Regions from separate parts of the Mus musculus genome. Here regions 1, 3, 4 and 5 are each linked to region 2. A link is a contact called in public HiChIP or PLAC-seq data. All regions are on one chromosome and are shown on one strand. The core of a region is the stretch at or near the end of the contact, and the rest is flanking DNA. Distances in the headings are between cores, read along the strand shown. Region 1 has its middle 46 kb from the start of Fam43a. Region 2 has its middle 7.4 kb from the start of Gm26295. Region 3 has its middle 93 kb from the start of Fam43a. Region 4 overlaps Xxylt1 (xyloside xylosyltransferase 1). Region 5 overlaps Lsg1 (large 60S subunit nuclear export GTPase 1).

Region 1 (4,177 bases), core at 662-3,161, 180 kb after region 2:
GAAGGGAAAGCCCGTACCTTCTCACTGCGAGAAAGCTTTCTAAGTCAGAAGAATACTAGCCACCTCTCACAGCTTCCAGTCTCGCCATCCATAAAATGGTGGCTCCTTCCTAGCCCATCACCAGTGTGCATAAACAGATGGCTTAGAGCAGGGTCTGGCATGCACTAACTACTCAGCAGCTCCCCATTCCGTGTTAATAGAATTATAGAATAGCTCTTACCAAGTCACTGGCTGAACAACCACGTGACAACTCAGATGAACAACAAACACTTAGATCCTGAGCAGGTCAGAGGTGAAAGTACCTCAGGAATCAAGGAGCCGTGTTCCTTTAACATGGTGGCCGTTCTCCTCAAAGCAATCTTGTCTTCGGGTCTACCTTACTTTGAGTGACCACTACCAACCAGCCACCTGGGTTGTCTCCATATTTGTTGTTAGTCAACATGGTGGCCCAATGGCCAGACCAAACTCTCACCCTTGCTGTATTGAAGCATCTTTGTAAAATACTGTGAGAGGTGCCAATGCTATGGAGGAGAAGGATCAAGAGTATGTGAGGCCTGGTGTGACAAAGAGTGACTTCTGTATATTGTGTACTAAGGCCCCTGAATCCCCATGTATCCAAACTGAGGAAGGTCCTAACCTCACTTTTCCTTCCCAACTTGAAATACTAATCGCACCGGGTGTGGTGGCGCATGCCTTTAATCCCAGCACTTGGGAGGCAGAGACAGGCGGATTTCTGAGTTTGAGGCCAGCCTGGTCTACAGAGTGAGTTCCAGGACAGCCAGGGCTATACCGAGAAACCCTGTCTCAAAAAATAAAAACAAAACCAAAAAAAAAATCTCTTCCTCCCTGCAATGGTCCCCTGACTACACACAAACATACAAGCTCTGATTTTGGCTTATTTTACTTAACATAATCCATTTTCCTACAAAAAAAATATTTCATTTAAGCCTAACACATCTTCTCCCAGGCGTCCACCCTGTTCTATGTTCTATCTCTACTACCCTGACTCCAAGTATCTCGAGAATGCCTCCTGAGCCACAGCAGCCAGCCAGATGTTCAGATGCAAACCTGAGTATGGCAGATCTCTGCTTCAGGGGCCTTCTGCCCTTAAGCAAAATAAAAGCTTTGGTCCAGTGCGCTGACCCCTCCCACTCCCACACTGCCCCAGCCTCCCTCCCTCCAGGTCTTTGACCAAACTCTTAGGTCTCAAACAAGAGGCTAACTGAGGTGTCTGTTTATCATATCAAAGCAGACCTGGCCACCAGACTCTCCCAACATCCTTCAGTTCCCTTACCTGTTACAGAATATGGCTGGCATACCACACCCTTTCTCCTCTACCATACCTAGGGACAGTCCTGTCTTCCTTATTTATTTATTTATTTATTTATTTATTTATTTATTTATTTATTTATTTGCCATTCCCTATCTCTGGAATATTCTTTCCATGCCAGTCTCCCATACATCCCTATGCCCCAACCCCTACCCCAGATCTTCCCAGTCTTCTCCGAATTACTCACCTTCTCAGCAAAGCCCTCCCCAACCTCTGGACTGGACCCCCTAGTTCTAAGCTCACTTGGCACTGTTCCCATGGCTTTCTGGGTTTGTGCTACTTAATATCAGCCTCCCCCACTGAGTTGCACCCTTAGCGGGGAAGGAAGTGCGTTGGTTTTATACATCGCTGCACACAACTGTCCCCCAGCCCAGGTCTGCCCAGAACCCCTTCCATCTGAGTATTTACAGGAGCTGCTCTGTAAATACCTTCTGAGTGAAAGCCTCTCTATTTCTAGGTTCCTCGTGCTTAGAAGCCATGTTGCATAACAAAAGAAGCAGCAGGGGGTGTCCAGACATCTGCGCTTCAGTCCCCTCCCTTCTAAAGGAGCTCAGGGTAACTGCAAACACAGGCATTCCCCTGTAGAGGTGGAAAATCTGTAGATGCAGGCTGTGTGATCAGGTCTCTCAGGCTGTCCCAGATCAAACAGTTCACTGCTGTACTGACTTGGAGGTCCCCTTCTCCCAGGGACACACTAGACCTTGCAAGGAAGTAACTGGACCAGAGATGAGAAGAAGTCTTCCTAAGGAAAGAGCATGCCAGCTCCGTTTGTTATTGCAACATTTGTTCTGCAAAGTGACCTTTGGAACCACAGCCAAGGGACTGCTTTGTCACCGCAGTTTAATTCTTGGTTCTGGTACTTAAGCCCATGATTTAAACTTTCCATTTCCTCTCAAGTCAGCCAGAAAGCAGGCATCACACACCACAGGGCATTCCAGAGGACGACGTATATAGTCTGTATGCAACCCAAGTCTTTTAAAATAAACCTTTCATGATCACTGATGCTGCCTGAAAGAGAAAGGAAGGATGCCTCGGGGACATTAACTTTCAGTGTGTCCCCAGTGTATTTCTCCCCCATGTGTGGCACTCTTCTTCCATTCTTGGCTCTCTAGAATTAGAGTGTCTAGCCTTCTCTTGCTCAGAATGCCAGGTACTAATTACACTGCTGTGTGTTACTGCACGGTGGCAGCGGTGTCTCACACTCACACCCGCACACTTTGTTTTCAAACAGCATTTAAATGCAGCAGAGAGAAAACAGACTCTCGCAAAGGAATCAGAAGTCCAAATAAGACTCTTTCTCTCCATCATTCCAGAGGCCATGAAAACCTGAGCTTTTCTGTCTGGGGGAGCTAACTTCTCACTGGGAACGTGTCTTGGTTAGGGTTTGCTTTGCTGTGAAGAGACACTGTGACCAAGGCAACTCTCATAAGGACAATATTTAATCAGGGCTAGTTTACAGGTTCAGAGGTTCAGTCCATTATCATCAAGGTGGAAACATGGCAGCATCCAGGCAGGCATGATGCAGGAGGAGCTGAGAGTTCTACACTCATCTGAAGGCCACTAGAAGACTGGCTCCCATGTGGTAAGGAGAAGGGTATCATTGCCCAGGCCCACAGTGACACACTTCCTCCACACACAAGGCCACACCTACTCCAAGAAGGCCACACCTCCCAATAGTGCCTTTCCCTGGCCCAAACATATTCAAACCACCATAGAACTTGTGGGTGTAGGGGGTTTGCTCCTGTTGAAACCGTTAGATCTTGAACACGGGGCAAGCTGAGGTGCCTATTTCCCGTATTAAAGCTGACTTGGCCACCAGGTTCTTCCGGAATCCCTCAGTCCCTATCTGTTACAGGGCATGGCTGGCTCGCTCTTCTCCCTCCCCTGAACTCTCCACCCCAGGGTCTGGGCTGCCTTTCCCCCACCAGCTTTCCCTATGTAATTCAGACATTTTGGCCACACCTCTTGGCGCCTTGACCTGGGCCACCTCTTGGTGAGTGGCTGCTCTCTTGTTCTCCCTCCTTCTCTCTCCTCTCATGGTTGGGTTTAGTCTGCTGGCCAGGCCCAGCCTGGACTCTTCCCTCTGCCTGTTTTATCCCTTATATCTACAATGAACCCTTCTCCATATTTTAGTAGTCATGTCCTCCTCCCCCTATTTAATTTTTTCATTTAGAAACTATCTTAGTTAGGGTTTTATTGCAGTACATAGACACCATGTTGTGATTAAATAGGTATGGCCCTGTAGACTCATGCGTTTGAATGCTTGGTCCATAGGGAGTGGCACTATTAGGAGGTGTGGCCTTGTGGGAGGAAGTGTGTCATTGTGGAGGCGGGCTTTGAGGTATCCCTTGTTCAAGTTATACCCAGTATTGGTCCAGTCCCCTTCTGCTGCCTGAGATCAAGATGTAGAACTCTCAACTCCTTCTCCAGAACTATGTCTGCCTGCAAGATGCCATCATAATGGATCAAACCCCTGAACCTGTAAGCCAGTTCCAATTAAATGTTGTCCTTTATAAGAGTTGCCGTGGTCATGGTGTCTCTTCCCAGCAATGGAACCCTAACTAAGACACACCATAACCATTAACCCCTTTTTTGTTGTTGTTTGTTTTGTTTGGTTTGGTTTGGTTTTTGTTTGGAGACAAGGTTTCTCTGTGTAGCCCTGGCTGTTCCGGAACTCACTCTGTAGACCAGGCTGGCCTCGAACTCAGAGATCCACCTGCCCCTGCTTCCTGAGTGCTGGGATTAAAGGTGTGTGCCACCAATGCCCAGAAACCATGACAACTCTTAAGGACTGGTTTGCCGAGGTTTAGTCCGTTATCATCATGGTGGGAAGCATGGTGGCATGCA
Region 2 (4,030 bases), core at 888-3,387:
CCATATCCATGACTAATCAAGAAAATGCCCCAAAGCCTTGCCTACTGGCCAACCCTATGGAGGAGGCATTTTCTCAGTTAAGTTTCCCTTTTCCAAAATAGCCTTAGCTTGTGTAAATTGGAAAAAAACGGGGGGGGGGGTGTAACAGAAAATAGGAAAAGACTGAATTCAGCCATAATCCTCAAAGGGAGACACCCACAGTGACCTACTTCCTTCAGTAAGACCACATCTCCTAAAGTTTCCATCACATTCCATAATAGTGTCAGTGACAGAGAATTAGGCATGTAGCACAAGAACCTTGGGGACACCATAGTCATTATAACAATGCCACAGTTAGACACAGGCATTCTCAGGCAGTCTGCCATGATCCAGTGTTTTTCCTGCCCCTTTAAAGAAAGTACTTATTTTCAGGTGACACAGTATGTTCCTAGTTGTTTCTGGGGGTACAGGTAGCATCGCAGGCTGTGTACACAACAGGTAGTGACTCACTAGGGGCACCGGGAAAGCCTATCAGCTCCACCATTTATCAACATTTTAGGCACTGAGAATCTTCAAGATCCCCTCTGCTGGCATTGTCTAGAATTCGCCCCTCTGCTAGGATGAAATGAGTCAATTCAAGCTTGATTAGATTATATAAAGGCAGGTTGATTGGGAAGCCACTCTCTGATCCCAAGGAACAAGGCCAGATAAGTTGCCATGAGGAGGGAGACAGAGGGGAGGGAGAAGAGGAAGCAGAGAGAGAAAAAGAGGGTCAGGAGGGCTGGGACTACCAACATTTCAGTGTTATAGAGGGAAGAACTTCTGGAGGCGGGGAAGGAAGCTCCACTCCTCAGCTGGAAAGTTCAGGGTAGAGGGCTGGGTATGCCAGGTAGGGACTGAGGGATTCTGGGAGAACCTGAGGGCCAGGTCCACTTTGATAAGTTAAATATGCACCACACCTGTTTGTCCCAGTTTTGAATGCCAACACCATCATCTTCCCTAGAGAGCAGACCAATATTTATTCTGCCCTTCTTGCAGACATCTATTCACTCGTGGTAAACATTGTACCATGCTAAGAGGAGCATAAGATGAGATGAGTCCCAAACCCACACATGGGATGACATTCTCAGAATGGGCCTCTGCTGGGAACTTGAGCCTGGTACCAGAAAATCTCCTTCCTGGGGGAAATGGCCTTCACTCGCCTTGCCTTTCGCTGAGTCAGTGTTTACAGTAGATCTAGCCTCCGTCTGCCATCAGCTTGAGCCCTTTCCGCAGCCTTCCCAGCAAAAGGCACCAGGAGTGTACCAGACATATGCCAAGGTCGGGAATTTCAACGCTGTCTAAGGCACCCTGGTAAATGGCTTATTATGGAGACGGGGCTTCTTCTCTGCTCCTGGGTGCTCTGGATCTGCACAGTGAGTCTGCTGGGGCATTTTCCTATAGCAGATCTGCAGAGATTGATTGTCCCTTTCATTCATTGTGCCCACCATACAAGTCCCTGGATTCACCCACCCTGATCTCCACCCAAAGTCATGCGCTCTCCACAACTCTCCACACGTGCCTTTTCCAGAACTCTGCTTCTCAGCTCACTGACCGTGTGCCACTGGATAGCAAAGCATATTAAAACCCAGCCTGACTAGATCCCATTAATCAACTACGCGTGGGAGGGAGCGGGAGAGATTCCTGGCAGGGACCTGGTCCTCTCTCTGTTAATGACTTCAGAGAACTAAATATATTTTGGAATAGCTAGAGATGAGCTTGAAATGCACTAAAAGTTGTTTTCCAGAAGCCTTAAATGTGTCTCTTCTCTTTGTGTTGGCATTTTTAAAGCATTCTCCAAATGTCATTGCTGGAATAAATAAATGAATAAACAAACAAAACGCCATGAAACACACTTGAAAGTTGTAGCAGGCAGTAAAGCTATGACATCTGCTTCATTGATTAGAATTTGCACGGAAAGATAGCTGCGAGCAGCGTGTGAAAGCTTTTACTTTGCCTTTGGTTTCTCCTTGTGTCTCACTTCGAATAATTTCCACTCACATCCTTCTGTCCCTGGGGCCTTCAAGCCTGGTAAATAAGCAGACCCCAGGGATCTCCAAGGAGCCAGCAACATCCGGGAAACCGGAGCCGGGAGGCTCTGCGCAACCCTCCCCCACACACCACTTTCCAGGAAGGAGTGGCTGAGCCAGAACAATGACTTTGGCATGCAACTAGTCCTGGGTCAACTTTCCCCCACTCTTTTCCTCTTTCCTCCTGCCCCGTGACCTCGTGACTTCGGGCAGGGAGAAGGCTCCCCGTTAGCCCCTGACTCCGGAATGCTGCACTGATCGACCATGCTTTTGTCCTGTGCCTCAGGACTCCACGCAGAGCTGAGCTGGGTAGAGCTTCCTCTCCAACTCGGAGAAGAATGTCAGTCAGGAAGCTCAGCTATCCAGAGAATGTGAAATAACAATATTTTAATGGAATCTTTTTCTTTTCTTCACCTCATCTAATGCAGAACTGGTAGTCTGTCTATCTGTAAATTACGCCATTTTCACAACTGGAGAGATTTTCTGATTGTGACTCAATAAATCCTTGGTGCTTTTTTTTCCCTCCTACCACAGAGAGGCATTGCTGTGGTGCTCTGGTCTGCAGGTGCTGTGCAAGAGCTGGGGTGCTCTTATACAGGCTGTGTTGCTAACAGAGGGAGCATCCTTGAGACGTTTTCCTGCAATGATGCCGGTGAGCCATGCCATGGCTAAGAATCGCCCAGGGAGTTGATGGTACTTTCTAAGACTTGGGGCCCAGTCTTGGAATGGTAGCTTAATGTTTGACAGTTTAAACTGGAGTAGCTCCAGAGCTCTTTGTTGGCTCCAACACATGGATAAGGTTTTCTAGAACATTTACTCCATCCCATCCCCCAATTAAAAAAAAAATTTTTTTTTAATTTTGTTTGTATAATTTGGTCTGCATGTTTGTCTGTGCACCCCGTGTGTGCCTGATGCCCACAGAGGTCTGAAGTTGATGTCAGATCCTCTGGAACTGGGATTCCAAGTGGTTGAGGTTGCCATGTGGGTTTTGGGATCAACCTGGGTCCTCTGGAAGAGCAGCTGAGCCATTTCTGCAGCCCTTCTAGATTAATTGTGAGACTCCATGACAGGCTTCAAACTGCAAGTCTAGAGAGTCTAGGTCTAACAACTGGGCAAGTCCAGGCAAGCCCAGGTAAGCCAGTTACTAGAAAAAAGCCCCAGACTTGAGGCAGCTAGTCAGAAACTGCCCTGCCATTAGAAGCTGCCCGGCCACCTGGACAGAAGCAAGGACAACGGGTCAGCAAGTTTCCAGACTTCCTCAGCAACAGTTTCCAGCCCCCCCCCCCCCCCCCCCGCAACACCCTAGTTTTGAAATGCCCCTGGAGACTACCTACCCTGGAATCCACTAACGTTCTTTAAATCTGGCCTGCAAGCTCACTTGGTTGTCTCTCTATCTTGGTAATGGAAGACCCCAGCATGCTGGACTTTAGCAGAATAAAACACTCTTTGCGTTTGCATACTGTTTGAGTCTGAGGTATCATTCTTCTGTGAATCATAGACCCTTACCATTCTTCCTATGGTCAATGCCAAACTCGGTGAGAGCAATAAAAAAGATACTGTATTCTTTATGAAATAGCATTTTGATGTTTGAGCCGAGCATCATTAGAATCCAACAATTCGGCATTATCTGGGATTGACTGCTGAATACATTCTCGTCTGTGTTGAAATAACTGCAGTTTTTGTGTTACAATGAAGATTATAAACAATTAAAATAATGAAGTCAAAGTCAAGGGCACAATTCACATCCCTAGGCTCTGAACACTTCCCTATTTAAAAACTGGAAGGAAAACAAAGACAAAATTCTGTATTAACATCCCTGGCTTTCCCAGATGAAATAGGCCTGTCCAGGTATACTTTAAAATCCAAGATTTCAATTAAAACAGCTCTCCTGGCAAGAAGACCTTATAAAAAAATCTCGTCGAATCAGGGGAATTCAGAATCCTTCTTTTGGTTCACTTTATGAAAATGAGAAGTCTTGAGGC
Region 3 (3,896 bases), core at 534-3,033, 130 kb after region 2:
AAATTGACTGTGTTCTTGTTCTTCAAGACAAGACCTGAGGCTGGGGATGTAAACTGAGCTAATAGAGTTCTTCTCTAGTATGCAGAAAGCCCAGAATTTGACTCCAGACATCACTTAAGCTAGGTGTGGTAATGCATGCTTGGAATTCCAGCACTTGGAAGAGGGTAGAGAATCAGAAGTTCAAGGTCATCTTTGGCTACATAAAGAGTTTGAAGCCATCCAAGAAGTGGGGGTGGGGGAGATAAAAGCTGAGAAGAAACTTTCACCCAGTAACAGATGAATAGATGAATGAATGAGATAACAGTAATACTGAGCAGTATTTTAATGATGAGTTTGTTGGGATTCAGACCCAGGACAAATAGCCAAGGTGCATATTTTACACACCAAGTCTGACCTGGCCACCAGGCTCTCCCAGCATCCCTCAGTCCCTACCTGTTACAGAGCATACCCCACCCTCTTCCCTGAAGCTGCCCCTCCCCCAGAAGCTCTTCCCTATATAATCCAGACATTTTGGTCGCTCTCTCCCTATGTGCCTGTGGTTTCAGTTGTTTTCTCCATAGTTCAGGTCTAACCACTGAGCTTCTCTATCTAGCCCCTTGGAGTGCCCCAGGTCTAGCCTCTCACCCTTTCACACACACACACACACACACACACACACACACACACACACACACTTGTATCTTCTTTTGGAGAAAAGCAGCCTATGCTCTCTCCCTCCCTTGCACACCTTTCCCAGGTCTCCCCCTGCCTCAGCACCAACCATCCTTCTCCCTTCTGAGTTCTACTCATCTCCCAAGTCCCCCCCCCCACACACACACACGCACCTTGCCTTTGCCCTTGTAGAGGCAAGTGGGGGCTACAACAGAAGGGATAAAGCAGCTTGGGTGGTCAGGAGTCCTTGGTCCATGCCTCTTCATGGATTCCACCCCCATAACAGCAGGTAGTATATACTGTATCTCATTGCCATTCTGTAACAATAAGCATCATCTCTGTTCTCAGCTACAGACTCCAACTCCAGCTGATTAAAAACAGACACGCATTAGAAGGCAAGATTCATGCTGGCTGAAAGACCAGAGCACTCAAATCAATGTCTAATCTCTGGGCCTGTATTTTCCATTGTGGCTGCTATAGGATAGTTGGATTCCCTAGTCACTAGCTCTCCTCTCAAGACATGACCGACCGTGCAAACCTAAGGCTTGGATTCTATGTTCTATTTCCTGATAAAAATATAAGTGAGGTAGGTTGCAAGCAGCAGAGTTCCACAGCTCTTAAACAACACTAAAGTCTGTGGTTGTCCTCTAAGGAAAAGGGAGCCCTCTGTAAGAGTGCATGCAGTTTCTTCCCAGCACAGCCCTTCATTATCCAGGGAACTGGAGTCACTTGGGGTCAGCATCACACAAGGGCATTAAGTGCTCTTGGCAAATACAGGGCCCAAAAGGTCCCTGGGGTTTGGTGGAGGAAGGAAGGGTCACAGACAATTTGGCTTTGCATACTTCTGAATTGTTCTAATTTTTGCCACAAACATGTTTTGTTTTTATAATTAAAAAATAACCACTCATAAATCTTATGAATGCTTTCTCTTTTAATAAACTTCAGGGTCTCGAGGAGCTGTCGGGTCCTTGGAGACCATCCAGTCCTGCCCATTGCCTGACAGAGGAGGAAATCTGTCTCCCAGGAGGGTTGACTAGCCCAAGGTCACACATCAGACAGAGCCTTGGGACCCACTTCCCAGGCACGTTCATTTCTACAACTGTGGGACAATGAATCCGTCATTTCTACAACTGTGGGACAGTGAATCTGATTGGACTTGGGCTGTGCTGGCAAATGTAGCCTGTGATTCACTCCCCAAAGGGAAAAGCAATTAGGATTGTAAAAGCAAAAGTGAGCTGGGGCCGTTTTGAATGGGCTTGTTAAAGCTCCAGGATTAACTAAGAAAATGCAAAGAAAACCATGCACGGGCAAAGAAGTCCCTGGGGACAAGAACGGTCTACTGCCTACCTCACGCTCCTAGTCGTTTATGTACGCATTTGGGGAGAGAGACAGAGACAAAGACAGTGGGAGAGACAGAGAGAGGCGAAATGATTGAAAGAAATTAGATGATTTGAAAGGAAGGTGAGGAGGTGTGGGAGGAGGAATGCCCGGCAAACCTACAGCTTTCCTCTTCTCAAGCTCCTGGAAAGACTCCAAACTGCGAGAAGATGGGGGAGCAACGGAAGACACACCCACCGGAAGACACACGGGAAACCATGCCAAGGGACACGTGTTAAACCGTAAGCTGGAAGGCGCCCTCCCATCTAAGCTAGATAAAGGGTTGGATGTGGTTTGTGCCCCAAACGCTTGTGCTCCTGTGGCTTCGCATCCAGTATGACGATGTGATAGCAGAGTGAGAACTGGAGCCTAGGAGAGGTGGCGGTCATTTAAGTCACCGCCTTAGGGATTGGGGCCTTTCTTTTGTTGTTAATCGTTTGAAGCTCATAGATTGGGTCTTACCATATCGCTCAGGGCCTAGAACTGAAAACCCTGCTGTCCCCATATTCTGCGGGCCGGATCTCAGGTGTGTGCCACCGTGCCCAGCTTACAATTCTCCTGAGAATGGGTTGCTACAAGGACAAGCTCAACCCTTGAACGTCCACCATGAAAAAGCAACAAGGAGAAGGGGCCCTTACGCAACAGAGCCAAGCCCTTGAACCACCCAAACTGGAAGCTCAATTACCTTTTCTTTTTTATCGTTTTTTTCCTCTTTCCTTATTTCTCTCTCTCTCTCTCTCTCTCTCTCTCTCTCTCTCTCTCTCTCACTCTGTTTGTTTTGTTTTGTTTTGTTTTGTTTTGTTTTGTTTTGAGACAGGGAGGTTTCTCAGAGATCTACCTACCTCCGCCTCCCAAGTGCTGGGTTTAAGGTGTACACCACCACTGCCTGGCTGCTACTCCTTTTCTTTAAAAAAAAAAAAAAAATCAATATTTTCCTGGACTCGCTTCCAGTCTGGTTTTCCTTACCCACTCCCCGTCTCTGCAGTTACAATTAGCCCTTGGTGACACTTTAAGTGTGTAAACACTGTTCCAGACAGTAAAGACAAGCAGCTAATTGCTTTTGGTTCTCTCCCACGCCTTCCTGCAAAACAGAAGGAAAAAGGAGAACCAAAGTTAGCTGAGGACGCCCTCTCTAAGAGAATCCACCTGCTTTGATTTGTCCTGCACCAGGACTTTTGTGGTCCCAGGAGATAGGACATATGACAGGCTGAAGTATGGCCAAAATATGCTTGAAGCCCAAAATATGCTTGAAGCCCACGTCTCTCAGATCTCTCTGGGACTCCTGAGAAAACTGAAGATGGTCTGAATTATCTTGGGAGTAAATTTTCGAATCAGCCTCCCTACCTAGTCCCTGAAGGTCAAGGCATTGAGACCACTAGACCATGTGCTCTTTCACAGGAGACAGTGGCCTGCCTCCTCCAGTAAGATCCATATACTGAGGAGTCCCTAAAATAGGAAAGAACAGATTATATTCTGGGCAAACAAAAAAACAGGAAAGGCAAATGTCCCTATGACCTCAAAATGTCAGGTACTCCTCCCCCCCCCCACCCCCCCACCCCCACCCCACCCCCCCACCCCCCCACCCCTCCCCACACCAGTTTGTCTCCTTTTCAACCCCCAGCCCTGCTTGCTGTGTTCTCAAGTTGGGTTCATTCCCACATCATGCTGAGAGCTGACTCAGTGAGCAGCAAATGTGGAAGAGGGAGGCAGACCCTCTGTCACTGTCTGTCACTGTCCCCACAGCTCAACAACACAGCGAATATCGTGAGTCTGAACACAAGAGAAGCAGATGTCAGAAGACCAGTGTGGCAGGCTGAACTGGGGACACAGAGAACTAAAGTCAGGTGGCATGTCATACTGGCCATGTC
Region 4 (3,796 bases), core at 1,072-3,571, 150 kb before region 2:
GTATCTAACGACTTGGTTTCCTCTTTGAGACAGGGTCTGACTACTTATCCTTGTTCTCCTGTAACTCTAGACCAGGCTGGCCTCAAACTCACAGAGATCCACCTGCCTCTACCACCCTAGTGGTGAGATTAAAGTCACACCTGCCTTCTTCTGCCACAGTTTTAAATTGCTAAAATATATGCAACATAAAAGTTGCCGTTTGGAACATCTTTAAGTCCATAACATTAATTCTGCCCAAATGTCCCACCATCACCATCCTATTTCCAAAACAGTTGTATTACCCAAGCAGAAATGTCATCCTCTGAACGGTTGCCCTGCATCTTTCCTCCTCAGCCCATGGCAAGCTCTCATCTACTTATGTCTTATACATCTGCCTGGTTTAGATGGTCCATGTCTCCTCTGTCACTCTGTGGCCATTAGAAGCCCCGGACACATACTGTTCCCAGCTCCCATCAGGGCTCAGAGTAGGGCTGTGGCCTGGCCTGAGAGGCAGTGAAGCAGAAAGGAGAGGTCTCACCGTTACTAGCTGGGCATTTTGACGGTCATCCTTACATCCTGAAAGCCTTAGTTTCCTCATCTAGAAAATGGGTTTAATAATGTGTACCTCCCAAGCATGCATAGACAGCTCAAGTATGTAAATGTGTAGAGGAGTGCTTAGGGACAGGTTTTGTCATAATTATCTGTATTATCGTAACCTGTACCTCCAAGTCCCATAATGACTAAAAGAAATCACTTATAAATTGTTCATGAAGTAGCTGGCAGGTAATAATTATTGAAGTAAATGCCAGCTACCCATATACATACATGCCATGTGCATTACAGAAAAACCAACACAGTGGTTAAGAGCATTGGCTGTTCTTACAGAGAGCACAGTTTTAATTCCCAGCGCCCACATGGTGTCCTACAGCCATCTTGAACTCCACTTCCAGGGGATCCAGTCCCCCTTTCCGGCTTCCACTGGCACCAGGCAAAGCAGCCTGCACATAGGTAACAATAACTTTGTAAAGCAACAGCCAGCAAGGGGCTTAGACAGGCTGTCCCCAACTGAGAGTCAACGCTCGTCCAGCAGCAGATTGCCCCACCCCAAGTAGGGCCCACTGTTTCCTATTTTCTTTCCAAGCAGCAGAGAAATGAGGAGTCCCAGGCAGTGGAGACTAGCTGACTGTAGAAGCTCATCTTAGAGCCAAGGCAAAGTCAAAACCAGAAGCTTCGAACGTGAGGAAGGTGTCGGGGTTCACTGCCCAGCCTCAGCGCTTTCACCCTTTTGAAGTTGGGAGACGGCTCCTTTTGGGATCAGTCTTTCGAACCTCCAGCAAACTATGGCCCCATCCCATCAGAGTTGAGAGAAGTGAGTGGCTTCCTGTTGTGTGGGGCCCTACGGTTTCCATCAGAGTCCCATTTTAAACACACAGAAGGAAAAGTATCCTGATTGGAAACCTGACCACACTTGTCCCCTTGTCCTAATTTCAGTGGCCAGCTAAACAAAGCAGCGCTTCTGGGAAAGAGCTGTGAGAAGGGTTACCAAGATGAAGCTGGAGGGATGGCCTCCCCAGGGCAAAGACACACTGACTCGGACTGCAGGGAACGTGTGTGTGTCTGTCACTGTGAGTGTGCTGGCTTGTGCTGGTCATGTGTGCGCACATAGCCCCTAGAAGGGACTCTGCTAGATGTCACCCGGCTACATCCTTCAACACGCACGGCCTTCTCTAAAGCTCCAGGAAAGAAGGTTGTCCAAGTTTCTCTTCCTACCAAAGCTGAGTGAGTGGCTTCTGGAAGCACCTGGCTTGGTTCTGTTGGGCTGCCGGCAGAACCAGATTCACTGGGCACCGGTGTCCCTGCCGTGAAGGCTGCCATGCACACCTGAGTGCCTTAGCCTTCTTTCTGCAGGTCTCTTCTCCACAAGAGTTGGCAGTGGCCCTGGTGCATGCTTCAGGGAGCTGGTAACAAGAACACTTGAGGATGTACCCAGCAGAGTGACCCGTCCCTGCAAGCACTTTGGGTGCCTCACCCAGCACTGGCCAGTGAAGGAAGCAAGCAAGCCGTCCTCCACCACCAGCCAAGTTACCTGATGCTTCATCTCCTGCCCCAGTCTTGTCATACCTTACCCTTCCTCCTATACTGGGGAGCCATCTGAAGCTAAAGGAAGAGAGATTGCACCTAAAAGGTGCCCGGGTGTCAGATACTGCATCCCGCACACGGCCCTCACAGCCTATCCTCTGGGATAGAATGTTGAGTTCTGGAGGAGCTGGGGCAGGACACACTGACTGGTTCAGAGTCCTCTGTCTGCTCCTCCACTATGCAAACGCTCGGCCACGTGACGCTGTGTCAACACCGCTGAGCTCGGCTCCATTTAGCCGATTCCCCAGACACTCATTTCACAGGCACAGGGAAACCAGAGGTGCTCTTATGTAAGAGGACCTGAGCGGGGAGGGAGGCAGGGAGCTTTGTGAGTACACATTGCTGTGACAGAGGGCTTCAGGGAGCTCTCGGGAAGAGTCGGGGAAGGAGGAACACTTCACAGTCAGGGGTTCTGAGGGGCCCCCACCATGCATGCTTGGTTCCTTCCTGGGTGGAACAGGTCAGGCTTAGGAAGGACCTGGAGATGGGAAGATCTGGCTCTGCAGGGACCTTAAGACCCCAGATCCAGCCCAGGGTCCCAAAACGGAGAGGCTCACAGCCAGCAGGGAGTGCTCTCAGTGAGAGCTTTGTCCTTCTGTAGAGGATGGTAAATTTGAAAATTTCCAGGATCCCATAGGTGCCCACCTGTGTGTAAGATGGGGCTGAGTCTGCCTTCTTCCTGTGTTCCCTTGTCTGAGCAGGCGAGGCCTGGAGGCCTGGCACAGCCAATCAGAGTCCTGCTCGTGAGGCAGGCATCTCTTGGTCTTGGGCAAGGGTCAGGGAATCTCTGGGAGGTTAGTGAGAGATCAGGGAGGAGAAACCAGTAGAGGATGCTGGCTAGCTCAGGGCATGTGGATTTCAGCAGTGCAGCCAGTCAGGGTCTGCTGGTGGCGTGTGGAGCCTGGCCTGGCCGTGCTAGGCATGTTGCCTTTTTCTTTTCTGCTTCTTCCACAAGGTATGTCCACAGCCCAGATTTCTCCCTCTGGTGGAGACCTCTGAGAGGAAGCCAGTGTTAAGAACTCTGTCCTCGAGGGGAGCAGTTTGGACTCTCCTCTAGCCCTGGGTTTGTGGTCATAGGCTTTTCCACAGTGTGGGCTAGATGCAGATGCACGCCCAACTGACATGGATGTGGCCCAATGATGACACTTCCTCTGTGGTCAGCAGTCATGCAGCCTGAACTGCCACAGGGAAGAAAGTAAAAGGACAGCTGGGCCCCAAGAGGAAAGGCGTCCCTGCACAGAGGGCTCCAAAAGGAAGGTTGGAAGGCTTGTGTCCAGAACTGATGGTGGGTTTGAACACCTTCCTTGGACAGTGGCTGGAGCTGGTATCTAACTTTAATACCAGTTTTGATCTGGGTCTCAAGTTCCACACCTCACAGTCATTCACACCCTCCTTGTCTGGTCTGGGTGGGCCCAGGCCACACCCCTTCTTCTCCTGTGCACTCTCCAGGTAGTCGCTGGCACACCTGTGTAGACAGAATTCTGACTCCAGCACACGTGGGAAGAGGCTGGGAGAGCCATCTTTGCCTTCTGGAAGGCACCCCAGACTAGGCAGAGACTCAGAAGAATCATCTGGAAACCCGAAGAGTAGAGGCAGGCAGGACGTCGCTGACGAGGAGCCGAGGAACACACTGCAGTTTAACAGGAGGAGCCTCTCCCTAGAAAGCTGGCATTGGGGA
Region 5 (3,796 bases), core at 1,084-3,583, 250 kb after region 2:
AAGGGTCTCTGGACACTGAGTAAAGGAAGTGGGGTGCCCACTGTTTGTGGCTGACTCCCACACTCCCCAGACACTTCTCTGCACGGGAGGTAGTTGTGAGCTTCCGTGCTAAGTGCTAAGTGCTGTGTCAACAGTGGTCTCCTTTACTTTACAGTAACTGGATTGTCTCCCTTTCCCCCCAGTGATATTGTGGTCCAGATCGTAGATGCTCGAAACCCGCTCCTGTTTAGATGTGAGGATTTGGTAAGTGAACTTTGCCTTGGGTCCTTGGCAGCCTTCCTCAGCAGTGACTGAGCAAGCCTTCCATCTTCTCTAGCTGAGTCTAGTCTAACTCAGACTCCCTGTTCTTCAAAGCCGAGAACTTACACACTGCCGCTCTGTAGACAGGTTTGCTTCAGCAGGTGTTCCCATCTGTAGAGAGCATAGACATTGGAATCCACGTTCTAGCTGCTGGTTAGCAGGCCCTTTCATGCTAGCCATTTGCTGGTCTCTTGTCTTCAGGAGCCAAGTCAGAATGGCATTTGCTTTTCCTCAGGATATTCCCGTCACTGTTTAATCCACTCCAGAGTTCTCTCTTCACACCTTACTACACCTGTACTAGTTTACAGATGAACTAAGCTCATTAATACAGTGTTAGGCGTAAGGATTATTGAAAATGACGTGATCCAATTGAACTCATGGTGCATATGTGCGGTGTACATTTTTCTATGTGAAGACCATAGTGGTTTCTCTCAACTCATGAACAGCAAAAAATATTAATGGTAGACTTTTTTTCAGAGCTCACAGAGAGGATCAGTTAGTAGAAGCATCAAAAGCTCTAATCTTTGAGTTAGAAAGTGATTTAAGGACATCCTTGGAGATGGCTCAGCAGGTTAAAGGAACTTGCTGCACAAGCCTAGTGACCAAAGTCTGACCTCTACATACATGGTAGAGCATGTGTAGGTTCATGTATACACACAAAAATAGTTTTTTTTTTTAAAGAAAATGATTTAAGCCGGGTAATGGTGGTTCACGCCTTTAACGGGAGGCAGAGGCAGGCAGATTCGAGGCCAGCCTAGTATACAGAGTGAGTTCCAGGACAACCAGGGCTACACAGAGAAACCCTGTCTCGAAAAACCAAGGGGGGGGGGGGGGGAGACAGAGACAGAGAGAGAGAGAGATTGATTTAAGCCTGGTAGTAATGTTGCTTGCCTTTAATCCCAGCACTCAGACAGATCTCTGAGTTCAAGGCCACCCTGGCCTACAGAGTTAAGTTCCAGGATAACCAAGGCTACACAGAGAAACTCTGTCTCAAAAAAACAAAACAACTACAAAAAAGAAAGTGATTTGGGGTTGGGGTTTGATTCAGCTTTAATTGGGAATCTGTGGTGCTGATGAGCCCAGCTGTTGTCTGAGGACTGGAAATGTCTGTCTTTATAGGAGTGTTACGTGAAAGAGATCGATGCTGCCAAGGAGAACGTGATCCTGATAAACAAGGCAGACTTGCTGACTGCTGAGCAGCGGTTTGCCTGGGCTGTGCACTTTGAAAAGGAAGGGGTAAAGGTTATCTTCTGGTCAGCTTTGGCAGAAACTGATCACCTAAATGGTGACTTGAAGGTAATGGGCTGGGGGCCTTTCTCAAGGTGGGTTTTGGGGTTGCCTTATTTCTGACTAATGTGTTTTGTTTATATTGGTGATTTGTAAGGATTACTTTGTTTGGGGATTCCCCTCCCCCCAGTTCAGTGATTACAGGAGAGCCTATAAAAATATTTAAAAATCTGTAACCAGACCACATGGATACTTTGTGATTTCATATACTCTTTCATGCCGTACCGTATACTCTTTCGCATCTGAGACCTTAACTTTTTTAATCTTCAGGAAGTTGTCTAAGAAGTTTCATATTTTTTTTTAATTATTAATTTGCTTTTAAGAGAAACTTCACAGTGCACAGGGTACAACTGAAGAGTGTAGGCAATTTCTTTTATCTTTAACCAAGTTTTACTAAAACTTAAAGTCTATTAAAAAATCAGTCCTGGTATCTTTGATATTTAGAAGACACTTAGAAGTGATATTTTCCCCTCTTCTTTTATCTTTTGGCTTTTTAATGGGTGTTAATATAGGTGATGTGCATGCTGGACTATCTCTATGCGTTCCAGGCCAGCCTGATCTACATAGTGAATTCATGACTGACAGGGCTACAGAGAGAAAACCTGTCTGGGGGGGGGGGGGGGGGAGATCTGTGAATACAACCCCCTCTCGTGGATGAACTCATTATTTACTGAGCTCTACACTCCAGTGAAAGAAATCCCTCCCTCCTTCCGTTTCCCTGTTGGAAGGTCACATTATCTGTCAGTGGCTAATTAGTGCTGAGGGCCTAGCAGTGGTACAGTGCTTGCCCAGGCATGCAAAAGTTTGCCTCCAGCAATGGCAGGGCACCAAGGCCAGGCAGCTTTAATCTCTAAAGTCAGAAGCCGTTTCCCTACAGTGACACTAAGCTAGCTCCAGTTGTTGATCTGAGGGTTTGTTCTTTGTCGTCTTGGTTTCTTCCTCTGCCAGTGTTCAGTTCTTGCCCTCAGCTACCTCATAGATGCCATTTTGGGGCTCTCATCTTGGTGCTTATCCATTTCTGTTATGATTACCACTAACATTGATGGATAATGGAGCACAGTGTTTATCCCACATGCCTGCTAAGGGACATACAGAAAGATTGAGATTTCTAGAATGGAAACCTAGCTAGAAACTTGACTCGGGGAGTTAAAGTGTTTGCTTTCAAGCATGACGGCTCAAGTGTTGTGATGCTTGCCTTTAGTCCCAGCACTTGCAAGGCAGAGATAGGCAAATCTCTGAGTTCAAGGACAACCTGGTCTACATAGTGAGCTCCTGTCTATTATCATGGTCATCACCAATCTAGAATGAAATTTTGCAGCCTCTGAATTTCACACACAGGGGTCTGTGCTCTTTTTTACTTAAGATCAAAAGACTTTGGTACTTTTTGACATATTTAAAACAATTATAAAATCAGAACAAGGTTGGGGATGGTGTACTGCTTGCTTCATATGCAAAAGCCCCTGGGCTCAGTCTTAGCTCTGCAGCAACAGAGCAACAGAAGTGAAGGTCTGCCCTGCTAGGGGCATCTGCTGATGTCCACCTATGTGCTTGCCTGCCCATATGCTGGTCTCCAGCATAGTATTTCCTGTTCTTCCATCACTAGCCTCTGTGTGTAAAGTGCGGTTACACAGGTCTGAAGCTTTGTGGTTTCTGTCACTTCATCAGGAGGAAGTAGACAGTGTTGCTGGAGACACCAACAAAACAGAGTCTGAAAGCTCCAGTTTGGATGCGAATGAAATCCCACACAGAGACTTGATCTCGCTTAGTGAGGAGTCCGCAAGTGACAGTGGTGACAGCAAATATGAGGACTGTCAGGAGGACGAAGAGGAAGATTGGCAGACGTGTTCAGAAGAAGACAGCGTCCCTGAGGAGGAGGAGGGCTGTAATGCGGATTCTGAGACTCAGAACAGAAAAAACGCAGAAAATCAACAAGTGAACAATGATAGCTACCTGGTGTCGAAACAGGAATTACTGGAACTCTTTAAGAAACTCCACACTGGAAAGAAAGTGAAAGATGGACAGCTAACTGTTGGGCTGGTAAGATGAAGGACACTGAAGCCAGCACATGAGAGAGCCTGCAGCAGTCCCTGTCCTTCCACAGCTACAGGTGGACCCACACAGTCAGGCAGGCTTCTGCACCACAGGGAAGACACAGGGAAGGTATCATGGGGTGAGGCAGTGGAGGGGCAGGGTCTGACTCAAAGGGAAC

The links. HiChIP or PLAC-seq counts read pairs in DNA pulled down with a chosen protein or histone mark.
Region 1: a contact with region 2 is called in an H3K27ac HiChIP or PLAC-seq map of embryonic stem cells, with 21 read pairs. The contact joins two enhancer-like sites. A contact is called at or near these places in 5 of 39 promoter capture datasets (cranial neural crest, embryonic stem cells, liver and 2 more), 3 of 484 Hi-C or Micro-C datasets (bone marrow-derived macrophages, embryonic stem cells and nephron progenitors) and 12 of 115 datasets of contacts at active chromatin or transcription factors (cardiomyocytes, embryonic stem cells, epiblast stem cells and 3 more).
Region 3: an H3K27ac HiChIP or PLAC-seq map of embryonic stem cells shows a contact between it and region 2, with 8 read pairs. The contact joins two enhancer-like sites. A contact is called at or near these places in 1 of 39 promoter capture datasets (the C10 cell line), 1 of 15 datasets of contacts at CTCF or cohesin (the NIH/3T3 cell line), 6 of 484 Hi-C or Micro-C datasets (bone marrow-derived macrophages, brown adipocytes, embryonic stem cells and 1 more) and 5 of 115 datasets of contacts at active chromatin or transcription factors (cardiomyocytes, embryonic stem cells, large pre-B cells and 1 more).
Region 4: an HNF4G HiChIP or PLAC-seq map of pancreatic cancer cells shows a contact between it and region 2. The contact joins two enhancer-like sites. A contact is called at or near these places in 3 of 39 promoter capture datasets (the 3T3-L1 cell line, hippocampal neurons and liver), 2 of 15 datasets of contacts at CTCF or cohesin (both in the NIH/3T3 cell line), 11 of 484 Hi-C or Micro-C datasets (Sertoli cells, adipose-derived mesenchymal stem cells, brown adipocytes and 6 more), 5 of 115 datasets of contacts at active chromatin or transcription factors (the NIH/3T3 cell line, embryonic stem cells, heart atrium and 1 more) and 1 of 9 other capture datasets (embryonic stem cells).
Region 5: an H3K27ac HiChIP or PLAC-seq map of embryonic stem cells shows a contact between it and region 2, with 8 read pairs. The contact joins two enhancer-like sites. A contact is called at or near these places in 1 of 39 promoter capture datasets (macrophages), 1 of 484 Hi-C or Micro-C datasets (embryonic fibroblasts), 15 of 115 datasets of contacts at active chromatin or transcription factors (the SCID.adh cell line, astrocytes, craniofacial prominence and 6 more) and 3 of 9 other capture datasets (adipose tissue, liver and pancreatic islet).

What each region holds. Positions count from the first base shown.
Region 1 is chr16:30,643,980-30,648,156 of GRCm38.p6, reverse strand. No RefSeq gene overlaps it. Among named protein-coding and RNA genes, the nearest start is that of Fam43a, 46 kb to the right of the region's middle. Within about 2 kb of position 1,911, at least 42 of the 459 cell types and tissues checked have an H3K27ac peak or open chromatin away from gene starts, as enhancers often do. A contact at or near this core is called in embryonic stem cells and pancreatic cancer cells, where this site is marked.
Region 2 is chr16:30,819,593-30,823,622 of GRCm38.p6, reverse strand. No RefSeq gene overlaps it. Among named protein-coding and RNA genes, the nearest start is that of Gm26295, 7.4 kb to the right of the region's middle. Within about 2 kb of position 2,137, at least 149 of the 459 cell types and tissues checked have an H3K27ac peak or open chromatin away from gene starts, as enhancers often do. A contact at or near this core is called in astrocytes, brown adipocytes, embryonic stem cells and 3 more, where this site is marked.
Region 3 is chr16:30,690,583-30,694,478 of GRCm38.p6, reverse strand. No RefSeq gene overlaps it. Among named protein-coding and RNA genes, the nearest start is that of Fam43a, 93 kb to the right of the region's middle. Within about 2 kb of position 1,783, at least 43 of the 459 cell types and tissues checked have an H3K27ac peak or open chromatin away from gene starts, as enhancers often do. A contact at or near this core is called in brown adipocytes and embryonic stem cells, where this site is marked.
Region 4 is chr16:30,968,031-30,971,826 of GRCm38.p6, reverse strand. The region is part of intron 3 of Xxylt1 (xyloside xylosyltransferase 1); the gene reads left to right. Gm15742 (a long non-coding RNA gene) reads left to right here. Exons shown (of 2, transcript XR_384807.2): 2 at 1,888-3,796. Among named protein-coding and RNA genes, the nearest start is that of Gm15742, 6.5 kb to the left of the region's middle. Within about 2 kb of position 2,321, at least 145 of the 459 cell types and tissues checked have an H3K27ac peak or open chromatin away from gene starts, as enhancers often do. A contact at or near this core is called in liver, nephron progenitors and pancreatic cancer cells, where this site is marked.
Region 5 is chr16:30,570,993-30,574,788 of GRCm38.p6, reverse strand. It overlaps Lsg1 (large 60S subunit nuclear export GTPase 1), which reads left to right. Exons shown (of 14, transcript NM_178069.5): 6 at 183-243; 7 at 1,420-1,596; 8 at 3,253-3,624. Among named protein-coding and RNA genes, the nearest start is that of Lsg1, 15 kb to the left of the region's middle. Within about 2 kb of position 2,333, at least 34 of the 459 cell types and tissues checked have an H3K27ac peak or open chromatin away from gene starts, as enhancers often do. A contact at or near this core is called in astrocytes and embryonic stem cells, where this site is marked.